Linked DNA regions of Mus musculus: region 1 is linked to region 2. Evidence: chromatin contacts called from public promoter capture Hi-C data. All regions are on one chromosome and are shown on one strand. Each heading gives the region's core, a stretch centred on a gene start, on an enhancer-like site or on the middle of the called end of the contact. The rest is flanking DNA. Distances are from core to core; before and after follow the strand shown. Region 1 overlaps Usp8 (ubiquitin specific peptidase 8). Region 2 holds the start of Hdc (histidine decarboxylase).

Evidence for each region. Promoter capture Hi-C pulls out the DNA fragments that hold promoters and counts their contacts.
Region 1: a promoter capture Hi-C map of liver shows a contact between it and region 2. The contact joins the enhancer-like site here to the promoter of Hdc in region 2. A contact is called at or near these places in 1 of 39 promoter capture datasets (liver), 6 of 484 Hi-C or Micro-C datasets (Sertoli cells, bone marrow-derived macrophages, brown adipocytes and 3 more) and 3 of 9 other capture datasets (adipose tissue, liver and pancreatic islet).

What each region holds. Positions count from the first base shown.
Region 1 is chr2:126,727,986-126,731,051 of GRCm38.p6, forward strand. Usp8 (ubiquitin specific peptidase 8) reads left to right here. Exons shown (of 19, transcript NM_019729.3): 5 at 1,175-1,337. Among named protein-coding and RNA genes, the nearest start is that of Usp8, 22 kb to the left of the region's middle. Within about 2 kb of position 1,441, at least 6 of the 459 cell types and tissues checked have an H3K27ac peak or open chromatin away from gene starts, as enhancers often do. A contact at or near this core is called in liver, where this site is marked.
Region 2 is chr2:126,616,878-126,620,368 of GRCm38.p6, forward strand. Hdc (histidine decarboxylase) reads right to left here and starts at 1,801. Exons shown (of 12, transcript NM_008230.6): 1 at 1,641-1,801. The coding sequence starts at 1,692.

The sequences.
Region 1 (3,066 bases), core at 191-2,690, 110 kb after region 2:
CTGTCATTCAGGTTTATCTCAGCCAGTTTGCACTGCTTGCCCTTTCTCTCTGGATGTCTTATTTTCTTGCTGTGTTGGTTAGTTTCGGACATGGTGGGTTTTATTCCCTTCAAGAGTGTTAGGGTATTTTGTTCTAGAATGGTGGTGAACTTGGCTGGGTTGGATTTTATACACTGTCTTGCCTGTGGTAGTCAGCATCTGGAATGTCTTTTAAAGTTAGCTGTTTCCTCAGTGTTTGCTCTGTTCTTACTTAGTTTGGGTGTTGGCTATAGACTGGGACAACTTTATGCAAAGAGGGCTGAAACTTTGGCGCTCTGTATTAGTTTTAGCTGCCTCTTCAGCACATGAAGTCCTGGTGTTAGGAATAAAACCATCAAAATTAGAGAGTTTGACAGATGTCCTTCCCCTTCCCAGTTCTTCACCCTGCCTGCTCCTTATCTTTGTGGCAGTCCAGAGCTGTGGCTGTCTGGGGAGGTATATGTCCTTCATATACAAGTATGGACAATAGACAGTATAAGCATGCCAGAGTTTTAGTTCGTTCTTTCCTAACTGACTGGAGTAAATTATTTGTTACCCTTTTCTCTCTCGGCTCTACCTTCTCTCTTCCTTCCCTCACCACCCCATCTCTGTCTCTGTCTCCATCTCCCCTGATCCTCTTAAGTTCAGAACCAGCAGTCATTACTGTATTCACTAATGACTGGGTGAGCAATGTCTTAGGATAGCTGCAAACTGTACTCACCATAGCTTGTTTAACATTTAGCAAAATAGAAGATAATCACGTCTTGACTTTGATAATAATTCTCCAGTTGATGTGGTTAATACCTTTCTTGAATACTTGTTTTAACATTTTGATCTAAATCATCTACACAGTGAGATACTGGGAGAAGTCCTCTTCCAGAGTGAATCAAGAGTTTGTTTAAAAAGTGAAATTGTAGCAGAATTGATAATTACTTGAAATTAGTGAAAAAGCAAGAACAACATTAATAAAAAGAGCATAACATTTATTTTTCAAGGTGTTTGTCCAGTTTAAAGTACACAGACAGCCCCTGAGGGCAGATGCATGTGGTTTGTATGGGAACTCTAGCAGAATTCTCCCAAGCCAAGATGCTAAGTATGAAACATGAACGCCCTTAGCTATACTCCATCACATTAATAGGAAGCTTCTTTCAACTAGATACGAAGAGGCTGAAGTTCGGAAACAACTTGAAGAAAAGGACAGACGGGAGGAAGAGCAGCTGCAGCAACAGAAAAGGCAGGAGATGGGGAGAGAGGACAGCGGTGCGGCAGCCAAACGCTCTGTGGAAAATTTACTGGATTCCAAAACCAAAACCCAAAGGGTATTGCAAGTTTATTGTGTAAACGCTGGTCCTGTTTGCCAGGTGACCTATCTGGAGGAGGTGCACTGCCACTGTAAAGTTCTTTTGAGGCAATAGGGATACCATTGGTTGGAATTAGAATCAAAGGTCCTGACTGCAGGTTTTCCTGTGAGCTTCCACAGCAGCACTGTCCTGGTCACTGGTTACAATGTTAGCAGTCACTACAGTGGAAGGAGGGTGGCCTGAGAGGAACCATTGGATTGTCATCTATCTATCTAGTTCTGGGCCTGTGTGAGTTTTGCTTAACAACTCTTGGACTCAGGTTTGCCAAATGAAGATCTTTTTTTTTTTTTTTTTTGGTTTCTTGAGACAGGGTTTCTCTGTATAGCCCTGGCTGTCCTGGAACTCACTCTGTAGATCAGGCTGGCCTCGAACTCAGAAATCCGCCTGCCTCTGCCTCCCGAGTGCTGGGATTAAAGGCGTGAGCCACCATGCCCGGCCCAAATGAAGGTCTTAAAACGAGGTCTAAGGTGTCTTTTTCCTACTGATAAATCTCCATTAAGAGAAGGACCAGGGCCAGGCATGGTGGTAAGGTGAGTGCCTTTAATCCCAGCAGAGGCAGGTAGAGCTCAGAGTTCATTCAAGTGAGTTCCAGGCCAGCCAGGGCCACACAGGGAAACCCTGCCCAAAAAACAAAAATAAAATAAAGAGCAAAGGACTTGGTTTGCTGCTTTATTTGGTCCCAAACAGTTTTGGTTACTGGAGTCTTAGGCACACACGCCATCTATTCCTTTCTTCCTCTATTCCAGTTTTCCCTTTGTCTGTCCTGTTCAGCGTTTTATTCAATCTTCTTAGCATGTGTACAAGATGTCTTTATCAAAAGCCACCAGTGACACAATCTCTGCCAGCTGTCACTGTGCCCCTTCCTTACTTTCTCAGAATTACTCTCCTGAAGATGTAAGTGGTTTTCAGTTGTTGAACTCCTTGGAGGCTGTGCTTTGCTCCCTCTGATCCCTGTGTTTCTTAGGGGTACGTAGTGTTCCCCTGTTGCTAGTGTGGATTGCTGGTATTTGGGAGAGGTCTCACTGGGTTAAGCAGTCTGATCTCCCATTGTTGGAATTCACAGGGAGACAAACCACTAACCTTCTCAACAGGTCAAGTGGCTGCCGTAAGCAATAACCGGACTTAAAGGGGAATCTTTCATTTTGTTGCCTTTTCTTTTGTTTGTTTTTTAAGATAATTTATTTTTATTCTTTGGGCATTGGTGTTTTCCCTCCATGTATGTCTGAGTGCGGGAGTCAGATCTTGGAGTTACAGACAGTTGTGAGCTGCCATGTGGGTGCTGGTGTTAAGAGTCAGCAGTCAATGCTCTTAACTGCTGAGTCAGCTCTCAAGCCCCTTATTGCCTTTTTAGAAGTGAGTAGTCACTTTTTTTCTCTAATTTGAGACAGAGTCTCTTGTAGCCCAGGCTCACTTAAGTCGTTAAGGCTGGCCTTGAATTTCTGCTTTTTGCCTTTGCCCCAATTTCTAAGATTATAGGCCCTTGTAATCTTGCCAAGCTAATGGCATGCTAGGGTAAGCAAATGACCAGCTGTGCTACATCTCCCACCCTGTTACTGTGACGTTAACATTTGCCCACTTTGTCTCCTACACTGTTTCTCTCGCTCTCACTCTCGCTCTCGGCTTGAGTATTTGTACTATTTGAGTAGCTGCTCTGCTACTTTACTGCTAACTGCTTTGCTGCACAGTT
Region 2 (3,491 bases), core at 551-3,050:
GCACTCGCTTGCCTTTATGGTACTTGGCAACATCTTCTTCTTCTTCTTCTTCTTCTTTTTTTTTTTTTTTTTTTTTTTTTTTTTTTTTTTTTTGGTTTTTTGAGACAGGGCTTCTCTGTATAGCCCTGGCTGTCCTGGCACTCACTTTGTAGACCAGGCTGGCCTCGAACTCAGAAATCCACCTGCTGGGATTAAAGGCGTCACCGTGCCCGGCTATTGGCAACATCTTCTGAGTGTGATGAAAAGTATAAGTTTACACACACACACACACACACACAAATTTCTGAGGTACGTGGGACATACTTAAAGTACAACTAAGAGCCCAACCAAGAGCTTGTGACCAACCTGGACCCCAAGAGACCTGAGCCCCACCGCTCCCTGCTGCTGGCACTCAGGGCTTGTCACACGGCTTCCACACTCAAATAGATGCACCAAAAGAATGAAGACTAGTCAGAAAGGGAAGCAGTCATGTGAAGCCACTGCAGGCCAGTTGTTCTTTGACCCTTCAGAGGGGCTCTCTCTCATGGCCTCCCACCCTCTAGATGTGCACCTACTATGAGCAACCAGAAACCCTTCCCATTCCCCTTCTCCCTGCAAAGGAGCAAAGGAGCAGAGAAGAAAAGGAGCCTGATTTATTCCCTCTACCTCAGCTTCTGCAAAGTCCCTACACACAGAACTGGGCCTAGACAAACTGAGGCACCAGAGAGCTTGACTCCTTCAGCCCACCACAGCCTTGGGCACCCAGCACTGAGTGGTGCCCAGTAGACATGAGAGAGCTGGCACTCATCCCCAGACAGTCTCATAGGAAAATGTGTCCCACTGCAGGATAGGAACCCACACTCTCAGCTAAGTGCACTGTTGAAAAGCCACATGATACGCTAATACGCGTCTGCCTACAAAGGTTGATAGGGGAGAAGAGAGAAAAGAGATTTAAAGCAGGATAGATATTAACTTACAGCCAAGAAGTTTCATACACTGTGGCCCCTCTAGTGGAGATGAGACTATTACAAAATTACAAAGACATTCAAAGTTCTCTGTTGTCACATAGGCTTCTAAAAGAACCTTTATTTTAAGTTGATGTGTATTTCAGTTAATGCGTACTAAACAGAAGAAGCAGAACCAAACTCATCATGTCACAAGTCACTTTGTTGGATGCATCCTCATCTTCCTACAAATCCCCTTTAAGCACTTCCCTACCTGTGGACAGCCAGGCCTGAAAACAGGGTACCTGGCTTTGCTTTCCCTGCAAGCTGGTATACAAGTGGGCACTTGGCGAACGTTTAAACATGAACACTAAAAGAATAAACTACTTTACACAGAGAAATGAATATTAAGAGAGTTTGGGCTATCAAATGCTTAAGTCTTTTTTTTTTTTTTCCTATTTCATAAGGCAATTGAGTGGATCACAAATACAGATAGTTTATTTTGTGGGCAGGTAGAAGGAAACAAAATGCAAGACACAGGCAGCAATCACAGAAGTAGGCACATGAGAGGCAGGGAATGAGGGACCTGTTAAAACTCTGATCTACATCCTGTTCAAGAATTCAGGAGAAACACCACTGAAGCCAAACCGGCTCTCCCAAGGCAACTCAAACACTCACCTGCCTCCAACAGCAGGGAAGACCCACCCTGTCACTCACCTCTAGCTCGGTAGTATTCACGGTATTCACGGTATTCACAGGGCTCCATCATCTCCCTTGGATTGCTCCTCCTGGCAGACAGACAGAGGAGGCTGGAAGGCAGCTGTCAACAGGGCTTCTTGGTCGCCTTTGTCTGTGCTGTGCACTCCCTGGCAGCCAGTGCATCTCTTATTTAAGGAGTTCCCTATTCCCCTCCTTTAGCCCCGCCCCCATAAAGTCCCTTCCTTCAGGCTTAATTTCAGCCTCTCTTGTCCCCGTCCTTTCTGATTTGAACTTTGATCAACAGAATCAGAGAACATGGTGTTTTTAGACCAGTTGGGGCACCTAGCCTCCCAAGCCTACAAGCAGCTCTGGATAGACAAGGTAAAAGAGCCCTCTATCATCCCTGCCCCTGCATTCAGACCATAGAGCCCCAGCCTTGAATAAAGCTCCTAGCTCAGAGGCCAGAAATAGGCCAAGGGCATTCACAATAAGTAGCACAGAGGGTGGAGTTGCTCCTGCCCTGGCTTCTCTATGAGGTGAGGGCAGAGCCGGCTCAGAGAAGCCCATAGCTAGCCAGGCTGAGCTCAGGACAGATCAACAACAGGATATGAAGGATTCTTTTTATCCATTACTACATAGCACTTGTTCTGGGTTCTTTGCCTCGACTACTGTTTAAGCTAACGGAGGAAAAACCTGTTCAGTGCCAATAAATCTGGAAGTCCCTTTAGTGGATGGACGCTTCTACAGCAAGCAGAGCTGGAGAACAGAGCGGAGCCTGGGTGCAGCAGAGTGCGGGACACACATTCGTAAGGGGGAAGAATTGCCACTTTGTCAGATGGAAATCTTTCTGGTGACAGCAGTTATCTGTACCCCTCCTCTTCCTGAGTCGAGTACTTTTCCTAATCAACGTTTCTTCCTGACCATCTCTTACGAAAGAACAGCTTTTGAGAACTCCTCCTACGTCCAGGGCTTCTCGAGATAACACAAAGGAAGCGTACTAGTGGGGGCGGGGATGGCAGTTTCTCCTGAAATCATATTCTGGGGTGGTGTGTTTGTCCTGAACCCCAACACTGCCACAAAACAACAAAAATCCTTCGGAGTTTTCCCGAATACCAAGAGCTTTTTGTTCTTTATATCGAGGTCCCTTTGTTCCTCAGAGGCTCTGGACTGCGGATGCCTGCACCCAAGAGCTTGAACACAATCTGAGAAAAACAGTGTCTAAAGCATTACCTGTACTTACACAACAGACTTCATGGGGGGTGGTCAGGGGGAAGAATGGGAGAAAGAGCTAAAGGTTAAACAAGGGTGGGGCTCAGTGGCAAACCGCTCACCTAGCACGCCCGCCCGAGGCCTTGCCTTTGGTCCCCAGTTCCCATCTCCCTTTTTTAAAAGTACCTCTGGAGCAGATTTGAAATGTTTGCAGGGCTACCTGAAGGATAAGCACCCAAAGAAGGCAGCTCCACACCCCAAGTGTCACCCTTCACCCAACTGTCATCACATCTGTCTCGATCAAAAGTAATCATGTTTGCTATAATTCTGTGAGCCACGCCAGCAAATTAATCAAACCCAAGAAAGATGTGGGAATCCACAAAGACATAGTAGCAAGCACAGGTAGCAAACTCCTTACTGGGAACCTGTGGCTGAAGTTGGAGCCGACTAAAGAGGCTGAACTCACAGTCTGGACTCTAACTCCACTCAGTGTCATAATTGGATTGATTGAATCAGAGGTCAGGTGGTATATGCCAGGGCTTGAATGGTATATAGGAGAAACTTCACACGTAAGAAAGGGAAGAGGAGCCAGGTGGCGGCGGCACTTGACTTAATTCCCAGGACTTGGGAGGCTGAGGCAGGCAGATCTCTGAGTTCGGG